Linked DNA regions of Sus scrofa: all the other regions are linked to region 3. Evidence: chromatin contacts called from public Hi-C and promoter capture Hi-C data. All regions are on one chromosome and are shown on one strand. Each heading gives the region's core, a stretch centred on a gene start, on an enhancer-like site or on the middle of the called end of the contact. The rest is flanking DNA. Distances are from core to core; before and after follow the strand shown.

Region 1 (2,998 bases), core at 178-2,677, 170 kb after region 3:
TTTTTTGTTTGTTTGTTTGTTTTTGCTTTTTAGGCCCGCACCTGCAGCATATGGAGGTTCCCAAGCTAGGGGTCTAATTGGAGCTACAGCTGCTGGTCTACGCCACAGCCACAGCAACACCAGATCTGAGCAGCATCTTCAACCTACACCACAGCTCATGGCAACACCAGATCCTTAACCCAGTGAATGAGGCCAGGGATTGAACCCACAACCTCATGGTTCCTAATCGGATTGGTTTCCGCTGTGCCACGACGGGAACTCCTACACCTGCTCTTATATCCCCAGAGTGCAGATGGGAAAACTGAGGCACAGAGAAGTGGCATAGCTTGCTCCAGGCTGATGATGGAGGCCTGGCTCGAGAACCTGCTCCCTGTGTGCCCCCCAGCCCCTCAGCCCACCTCTGCCAGGACCACAATGTCATCTCTGGCAAATCAGTGGGCTCTTGGGGCCTGGGCTTCACAGCTTGAGGATGAAATGCTGGGCAAGGTGAGCCAGGCTCCTGCAGCTTCAACTCGCATTTGATTCGATCACCAGACATTTGCCCCAGACACGACCCTTGTTCTGAACAAGACAAGATCCTGCCCTCAGGGTCTGCCTTCTAATGGAGGGGGGTGCAGCAAGAAAGAGAACCGTCTCTTTCAGGAAGGAAGCAGCAGGTGCCACGGAATGTGGATAGCGACAAGCTGCCAGGAAAAGAGGAGGCAGAGGGCCCAGGACAAGCAGCCAGTCTCATGGGAGCTGGAGTTGCTGAGAACCTGAGATGTGAGCCAGGAGGGGAAGGCTCCATGGGATCTGGCTCAGTGGGCTGGGGCCAGGGGTGGGGGCGGAGCAGAGGGAGGAGCATCAATCAGCCCCTGGAGGCCGGCCCTCAGCTCAGGTGCTCTGACGTCACAGCAGCCCCAGGCAGGTTTCTGTGGGTCACCCAAGGGTGGCTTAGGCTCAGACAGCAAAGTACTGGCCACGGGATGAGGGGACACAAAGGGAAGCCGCGCCTGAATGTGGGGACTATGAAGCACAAAATGCAAGAAGCCCCAGCCTGCAATAGGGAGGGGCAGAAGCGGAAAACTGGGGACTGCTTGTCCCCGCAACAGCACCAAAGCAAACATGCTTGGAACGCAGGAGCAGATGTTTAAACTGCGTGGGTGCTGAGTCTTGTCCTCTACCCTGTGAGGTTTCCAGCTTAGCAGAGGTGCGATTGCAATCTAGTTCAGCCCTCCTGAGTGACCTGAGAGAGGACAGAGGCAGCGACAGACCAGGGCCAAGGGCTGCAGGGGCCTGTGTCGGCAGGTGCACATGGAGAGAGAGGCTCCACGTGACGGCTGAGCTGGGAGAGGACAAGGCCGACTCAGGGCTCTGGGTCAGGGCATGGTCACAACCGGGTCCCCTTGGGATCCAGAGCGGAGTGGCTTGGCACTTTCAGAACAGCACACAGGTGGTGTGTTCAGGTTCATGTTTACTTAGCCATGCTGCTGATGGCTTGAGGATTAGCCCACAGTGTCCTGTAGGACAAATGGCTCAACTTCCAAGGCCTCTCCTTGTACTGAGGCCACAGTACAACAGAGGCCACAGACCCTGTGTCACAACAGCAAAAGCACTGATATCCACCCAAACAGACCATCCCTGATGGCCAGGCTCCTCACTCAGAGGAAGGGGAGGAAGCCCTGGCGGTCTCAGGGGCCTCCCAGCCATCTGGTGACATAGGCCCTGGAGGCCCCTATCCACTTAAGACAGGGGTCAGCCACAAGGTACAGCAGAGCCCAAAAAAGAGAGCGAGTAATATCTGCAAACGCAGAACTGGCTTCAAGTTTCTTAGTGCTCGGGTAAAGTTTGGGGCGCTTTTTTTTTTTTTTGTGGCCACCCCACGGTATACAGCATTTATAAGCCTGGGATCGGGTCTGACCTGAGCCACAGATGCAATAATATTGGCTCCTTTTAACCCACTGTGCCAGGCTGGGGATCGAACCTGTGTCCCAGCGCTCCAAAGACAATGCCAATCCTATTGTGCCACAGTGGGAACTCCTCAAGGAAAGTATTTTTAAGGTATTTTTAAATGCTGGGGAAAAGGCCCTCATTTCCCTTAATGAATGGGATCTGGTACAATCTGAGGATTAAAACAAAAATCTGTCTCAGAGTTCCCACTGTGGTGCAGCAGAAACAAATCCGACTAGGAACCATGAGGTTGTGGGTTCCATCCCTGAACTCACTCAGTGGGTTAATGATCCAGCGTTGCTGTGATCTGTGGTGTAGCCAGCAGGCGAGGCTCAGATCTGTCGTTGCTGTGGCTGTGGTGTAGGCTCGCAGCTGTAGCTCCGATTAGACCCCTGGCATGGGAATCTCCATATGCTGCAGGTGCGGCCCTAAAAAACAAACAAACAAAAAAAAATCAGTCTCATGGATTTACTTAGATAAAGGGAGCTAATCAGTGGAAAACTAGCAGCCAGATAGCTAGCTGACCAGAAGGAGAAGACGGCCCCTACCTCCAAAAAGCCCACTGATGCCACGAGCCCTGAGGCTGCCCACGTGACCAGGTCTCTACCCAGGGAGCCAGGAGCCCTCCTCAGCCTCCAAAATGAGGTCCTCTCCCCAGGGTATGTGGGCCCCCAGCCCTGGGCGCAGGGAGGGTTTTGCATGTGTCATGCAGTGATGAAAGACCGTGGGGATTCAACACTGGCAAAGTCACTGGCAGAAAGTCCAGCATGACTTTGCCAGCTTCAAGGAGGGATTGGACCCCCATAAAACAATGAGTGCTGGCTGAAAACTGCGGGAACTTGGAAGGAATCTATCAGCGTCCTGATGTTTGTATTTCTTTCATTCTTGTTCTAAAATCTACACCAAGGTGTTCCCACCGTGGTGCAATGGGTTAAGAATCCAACTGCAGTGGCTCAGGTTGCTGTGGAGATATGGTTTTGATCCCTGCCCAGCGCAGTGGGTTAAGGATCTGGTATTACCACAGCTGTGGCACAGGTCTCAGGTGGATTTGATCCTTGGCACAGGAACT
Region 2 (3,306 bases), core at 169-2,668, 200 kb after region 3:
TGTTACTGTACAAGTCCAGGCCTCCTGGCCTTGCCTTTCCCCTCCTTTCTGCCGGGAGCACAGGCTGCTGAGTCACGCCTGCCCGGCCAGTCTGTCCTTCCCGGCCGCGCGGCCAACGTCCCGCCTCCGGCCTTCCTGGGCGAGCAACCGCTCCCCACACTTGTAGAGTCCTGGGCTGGGGCCAGCCTGCCCCTGTCGCCGCCGGGCCCCTCCTCGGGAGGGAGCCGCACCTCCTCGCCGCTCTCCACGCGCCGGCGCCTGCCAGTCTCCACGCCGCACTCGGGCGCCCTCCTAGGGCGCATCCACAGAGCCAGCCCCGCGCTAGGCGCCCCGGGGCGTTACCACGTCGATCAGACCAAGACCCCCGCCGGGCTGTCACTCGGGGAGGGTGATATTGGGCACCCAGTCGTTGACGCTGCGACTCTCCTCGCAGAACAGGCTGAGCTTCTCCAAGGCGGGGTCCTTCCACGCGTCCTCATTGGGGTTCTGCGAAGAGAGTCCAGAGGTCAACCGGGCTGGCCGCTGGCAAGGGCAGGGATGACATCGGGATGGAGGCGACACTCACCGAAATGAGGATGCAATGCAGGTCTCCCGGCGTGCCCGCCTCGTCACCGGTGCCCACGATCGCCGCCAGCCGCTGTACATCGCCCACACGCACGATGTCGATGTCGTTCTCACAGCAGAACGCCTGGATCAAAGTGAAGTGAATTTGCAGCGCAATGTCGCCCTCGTCTTCCTCGTCAGCAGCCAGCACGCAAAAGGTCACGTTGTCGGGGTCCCTGCGCGAGCGAGAAGGAGGTGAAGAGGTCAGATCGGTGTGCCCCGGGTGCCCCGTGCCGCCTTCTCCCCGGTCTCCCTTGCCGCTCTGCCCGCCCCCGGCCGCCTCGCCCGGACCGCGTCTATACTCACACATTCAGGACTTTGGCGGACTCGTAGACGCCGGCGGTGAGGCAGCCCTGTCGCTGCGCCGACAGCAACAGCTCGTGCAGTGCTTTCCCGGCGCCCTGCATCCTGTGGAGGAGCCACCGCCATGAGCGTGGACAGGCCGGAGGGTGAGCCAGGACCCCCGAGCCCTGGGAGGCACCCCCGGCGCCCGACTCCGGCGCTCCAGCCCAGTGCCGCACCCCCAGCCCAGCGGAAACACTTGGGCCTGACTTCTACCCAGCGGACCCCCACCCCGGAAGGTTTCGAAGACTGCGCCCAACCAGCCGCGGCCAGGGCAGGACCAGGATCCCGGAGCCCTGAGACGTTCGGCGCTCAGCGCGGACTTACCTGGCCGTGCTTTCTGGAACCGTATCCTGGCCGCGAACTTCTTCCAGAGTCATGTTGCGATCCGCAAGCAGCAAGTTATCCACAAAAGCAGAGGGCGGAGCGGACGCGAGCGAAGAGAGATCAGCCCGCAGCTCTGCTCGGCGTGCCCACCGCCAGCGAGTGAGCCCGGGTCCCGCCGCGCGCCTTTATATAGGCTGGGTCTTCGGCGCCGCCAGCTGGCGCAAGCCTGCGCGCCCATTGGCCGGCGCCCGCTTTCTGATGCAAATGAGGCGGCGGCCGGCGGCTCGTGCCAGAAGGCCACGTGGGGAGGGGTGCGGGGGATGACAATGCCTCAAATCTGCTGCTTTTGTCGGGGTGTTACCAGGCAGCCTGGAGCCTGCAGATTTCATCTAGCCTTTTTGTTTTTAAGTCTTTAAAAGGGAAAAGTTTAAAAAAAAAAAAAAAGCCAAACCCTTGCTAGCTAATAGTACGCTGCAATTTGTGAAATGCACCGTTGGAGAATCTAATGAATTTATTTTTGCATTTATTTTTGTTGTTACCTTTCTATTTTTTCTTTACTCTTAATTTGGAGTTTATGAGACAGTAGCTTTTAAAGCGGAACTTAAAAACACACAGTCCTGGCTTTAAGCTTGCAAAAGGCCCGGGCGCAGCTCCCTCCACCTGACACTAGGGCCCGGAATGCGAGGTTCTCCCTGCAGAATCAAGGCTCCGACCCCGTCGCGCTGGAAAGTCCCACCCGAGCTCCCCGCCCTCTGCAGAGCGCTGCGGGGCGCCGGGGCTCCCGAGCAGATTGCGGCCGGCGCACGCGGCTCGTTTGCATTTCTATGGAGGACGCACAATAGCGGAGGTCTGGCGTGTGGCGGTTTGTGGGAGGGACAATCGAAGCTTTCTCTTCATAGCGACACTGTCCACCTGCCGCTGGGTGGGGTGGGTAGGGCCCTGCCGCTCGTGGGGGTCGCCGGGCTGCCTGGCGCGTGGGGGTCGGGGCCGCGTGCCGCTCCTGCCCTCCTCGGTGCGCGGCTCCCCACCCCCACCCCCGCACAGGCCCTGCTGCACCAGCGGCACGTTTGCATGTAATTCCGCCCCACCGGGTCCTTGCACACGTGCGGAACAGCGGTGGCAGTTGGAAGGAACACCTGGCTGCTGCACCATTTACACAGCCGGCTGCGCTCAGCCCGGACCCCTTGGCTCCAGGCCCCTAGAGCTTGGGGAACGCGGCTCGGAATATCTTTCCCGGAGCGCCATCTACAGGCCGGCAGGAAAGATCCTGACCACCTCCCTCCCCTACACTTGCATTGACCACTAGTGACTTGGCCTGCAGCCTCCTGGTCAAGGAGCTGCCCTGGTAGGGTCGGCTGAGCTCCCTCCAAGCTGCGTATTAACAGAAGTCAGAAGAAAGGCTGCAAAACCCACGCCGGAAGGAGTTGGGGACAAACGAAAAGACCCTTCGCTCACTCAACTTATCACTTTTGGTGTCTGCATCTCTCTGCTCTACGTTGAAACCAGTGCTGCGGTGCATTCCATTGCCCCTCTTTTCTAGATGAGGCCTTAGAGACTGGACAGGACTGTTTGCGGGCCGGGGTGAATTCGCTGGAAGCCCAGGCTCTGGTGCAAGACCGGAGATAACGGGTAAGAAAAACAGCCGAGTGCGCTGGCGTTTTGCGCCACCCGGTGGCCAGCTGCCAGAGGACAGCTGCGAAAGCAGGCCACTTCCTGATGCCAAGAATTGGGTCTTTGCTTACCTCATATCCCTGAAATCCGAGGCGTTTTATAACAGCGGGAGTCAGACGGCATCAGGCGGTGATTATTTGCTACTGTATCTTCTCGTTCGTTGTTGGTGGTGTTTAAAATGATGGTGGGCCTTGATTGGATAAAGTGTTTTTTCTTAAGTGATTGAGACTTAGGTATTGCTCTAATTAAATTATTAAACACTCAAACTGTTTTTATAGCACTGAGAACTATATCTAGTCACTTATGATGGAGCATGATAATGTGAGACAAAGAATGTATACATGTATGTGTGACTGGGTCACC
Region 3 (3,245 bases), core at 686-3,185:
TCAATGGCCGTCCAGGAACTTGCAGAAGCCCCAGAACCTCCTCATGGGAATAACAAATCCCACAGGGTTCTCATGTGGTGCGTTATGGTAGATGCATGTGCTTGTGTTTTGTGTAATTGTTGAAGTGCAATGATGTATAAAAATGATGTTTTAAAAATAAAACATTGATAAAAGGAAAAAAAAATATCTTAGAACACCAGAGGGCATGAGGTAAGTGACAAGGCTGGGACATCCTTGGATAGTCTCTTCTCAACCCTTCACGTCTTTCCAAAAATAATGAGAATATTCCAGGTCATCTCCACTCACTGGTGAAACCGCAAAACATCACTGTATCTTTATGTCTCAGTGCAGAAAGAATTCACTGAGGGGCAAAGTGAGAGGTAAGAAGTGGATTTATTAGCATGGGGTGCTTGTGATGGATACAAGTGGTCAGGCAAGGGAGCTCTGCCCCAAGAGCTAAGTGGGCTACATTTTTATGGTCAAAAGAAAAGTGGGGAGGGAGAGAAAACCATCTTCTTCCTTTTCCTTTGTAACGATGTTGCAGGAAAAGGGGCAAGAGAGGATGCTCATGTGCTCATGTCCCAGGTCTGGGGTAAGTTCCTGGGATGGGCTACCAAGGAGGGTCCTTGGCTTCGTGCAGGAAAGAATTCAAGAGCAAGCCATAGCAAAGTGAAAGCGGGTGTATTGAGAGAGAGACATATTCCATAGGCAGAAGGTGATCTGTCTCCAAAGTCGAGAGCAGCCCTGAGATATGGGGTGGTTTGTTTTTTTATGGGCTGGATATTTTCATAAGCTAATGAGTGCGAGGGTGATTCCAACTCTTTGGGGAAAGGGGCAGGACTTTCTGCCCACTGGACCACCACCCACGTTTTGCCCTGAGTTCACCCTTCTCAGACCCAGTCATGCCCCAAGATCCAGGAGTCTTTGCGACTACCTTGGAGGGCACGACTTTCTGGGCAGGTCAGTAACACTCTGCAAGCTCACTGACCACCACCCCTTAGGGGCAAGGCCTTTTTTCTGATGCAAACTGGGAATGAGTTTAAAAGAATATTAACACAGAAGGCATGACTCTTTCCAGGGGACTTGGCCCCTTTCAGCCTCCCAGGCTTACCTTGTGCCCTCAGAATATGATGCAACCCATGGGAAACAGAGTCACATGCCTGTCCTGGGAAGGCCCCCTTGCTACTCAGCCAGTGCAAAGGTCTCTGCACAGGTCAATATGGCCACTGAGCCATGTTCCCCAAGAAGAAGCAAGCAGGAAGAGAAAACATTAAGAGTCAAAACAGGCAGAAGCTTGTCCAGTGTTTTCGCCCTGAGAGGGTGGGGCTGGAGTGTTAGGACACCACGGTAAACAGGCAAGCCTGTAGCCATCAAGAATCATGCACGTACCCAGCATCCTCTTCCTCAGGATCCCAGGGGAGACAAAGGAGGAAAGAATTCAAGAGCAAGCCATAGCAAAGTGAAAGTGAGTTTACTGAGAGAGAGACATATTCCATAGGCAGAAGGTGGTCTGTCTCCAAAGTGGAGAGAAGCCCTGAGATATGGGGTGGTTCATTTTTTTATGGGCTGGGTGTTTCAAAAGCTAATGAGTGAGAGGCTTGAGCCAGCGGGATCTCAGTTACTCAGTTCTGTCCAGATGGCACCACCTGCCCTAGGGCAGCAGAGATGCCTGACAGGTGTCTAATGGAGAAGCTGGAAGAGAGAGAGAGGAAGGGAGAGGGAGAGGGGATGTTAAACAGCTTACAAAGAAGGATCGTCTGGTCCAGGACTTCTCTGCATCATCTCTTCCAAAACTCCAGAACCCCACAGTTGCTGTTATTTCAAGCGTCTGTATTTGATTTTCTCCATTCTTGAAAAGCCAACATCAAAGTTGACCTTCAGCCCCTCCTGGAATAGGATGCACCACCCACATTCAGAGGCAGAGCCAGGCTGAGAATTGAAAACAGTATCCCGTCGTCAGCTCCAATCCAGCCCCTGCTTCCAAAGTTCAGTGAGATGCTGTCCCCAGCACTGCAGTCTGGGCGACTCCTTCTGTTTCACAAGCACACCCTCTCAAGGCACAGGCCCTTTGGAGTAGCATCGTGGACAAATTGAAAATGGCACATAAAATAGCTCTGTGCTTTGCAAAAAGAGGCAGGGTCCCTAAAGAGCTTTTGAAAGGAAGTCTGGCATTGCCCAGTGGAGAGGCGCCCAGTGACCACCCAGGCTTTGCACACAACGCTCTGCACTCAAGCCTGGATGTTAATCCAATTCCACCCAGTGTGAAGCTGGTTCTCTGAGTCTGACTGCCTCCCGATGCCCCAGGGAGCCCGAGCAGAGACAGGGGGGTACTCAGGAAGCCAAGGTGGCACTGGGCTTCTACTCTGGTCCTGCTGGTTTCCTCCACCCCCAAGCCCAGAGTCCACAGGCTTGAGACTGCCACTCTGATCCTTCTCATTCATCTGGGAAGCCCATCCTGAGTTCCCACTGCGACCACAGTGAAGAAGATGCTTCCCAAATGCTTTGGCCGCCTTGGATGAGAACGGCCTGTGCAGATGTGAAACAGGCACACACTCCAATATGTTCTTACCAGGGCTCATTGTGGGAAGTACATTATTCAAAAGCCCAAACCAGCTTTGACAAAGCACATCTCTCCATATTTCGCCGGGAACATGGGTTGACACAGCAAATGCTACTCCTTTGAAATATGTAGGATGTTATTTTTTACTTCATGAGATAGTCTATCTTGGGTCATACATTCCATAGCTGATATCTAATACTATGAGATGTCAAAGAGAGATTTTTTAAAACTAAAATGAGAGTGGTGGCAATTAAGTGATGGTGCACCTGCCCCCTTGCAGTTGGGATGTGTTACATCAGTTTGGGAGCAAAGGGGACTTGGTGATCAATACTGATCCTGCAACTAACCCACCAAGGTCATGTTAGAGAAGGAAAAGAAGCCCAGCCTGGAGCAGAACGTGTGCACAGGGTTCTGTGCACGGGCAGCCTAGAAGCACCTGCTTGTTTTAGGATGTCCTATGGTGGATAGAACTTTACAGCCAAGGAATGTAGAGTTTTGTGCCCTTAGACACATTTTTAGACCATCTGAGTCCATCAGACCTGCATTTTGGAAGCCCCCCCTTTTTTTCTTTTTTTGGAGTCACACCCGAGGCATATGGAGGTTCCTATGCTAGGGGTCTAATCAGAGCTACAGCTGCTAGCCTACACCACAACCACAGCAATGCCTTAACCCACTGAGTGAGGCC

What was found. Promoter capture Hi-C pulls out the DNA fragments that hold promoters and counts their contacts. A called contact is a pair of places that touch in the nucleus more often than the background predicts.
Region 1: a Hi-C map of liver shows a contact between it and region 3, with 1.7 times the contacts expected there. The contact joins two enhancer-like sites. A contact is called at or near these places in 4 of 47 Hi-C or Micro-C datasets (heart right ventricle, liver and skeletal muscle) and 1 of 2 datasets of contacts at active chromatin or transcription factors (skeletal muscle).
Region 2: a promoter capture Hi-C map of liver shows a contact between it and region 3, with 7 times the contacts expected there. The contact joins the promoter of GADD45G here to the enhancer-like site in region 3. A contact is called at or near these places in 2 of 5 promoter capture datasets (both in liver), 7 of 47 Hi-C or Micro-C datasets (embryonic fibroblasts, epiblast stem cells, fetal liver and 3 more) and 1 of 2 datasets of contacts at active chromatin or transcription factors (skeletal muscle).

Annotation. Positions count from the first base shown.
Region 1 is chr14:1,193,975-1,196,972 of Sscrofa11.1, reverse strand. No RefSeq gene overlaps it. Among named protein-coding and RNA genes, the nearest start is that of GADD45G, 29 kb to the right of the region's middle. Within about 2 kb of position 1,427, at least 3 of the 83 cell types and tissues checked have an H3K27ac peak or open chromatin away from gene starts, as enhancers often do. A contact at or near this core is called in liver, where this site is marked.
Region 2 is chr14:1,164,112-1,167,417 of Sscrofa11.1, reverse strand. It overlaps GADD45G (growth arrest and DNA damage inducible gamma), which reads right to left and starts at 1,418. Exons shown (of 4, transcript NM_001185129.1): 1 at 1,273-1,418; 2 at 910-1,011; 3 at 566-779; 4 at 1-486. The coding sequence starts at 1,325. The coding sequence ends at 376.
Region 3 is chr14:1,368,226-1,371,470 of Sscrofa11.1, reverse strand. No RefSeq gene overlaps it. Among named protein-coding and RNA genes, the nearest start is that of GADD45G, 200 kb to the right of the region's middle. Within about 2 kb of position 1,935, at least 2 of the 83 cell types and tissues checked have an H3K27ac peak or open chromatin away from gene starts, as enhancers often do. A contact at or near this core is called in fetal liver and liver, where this site is marked.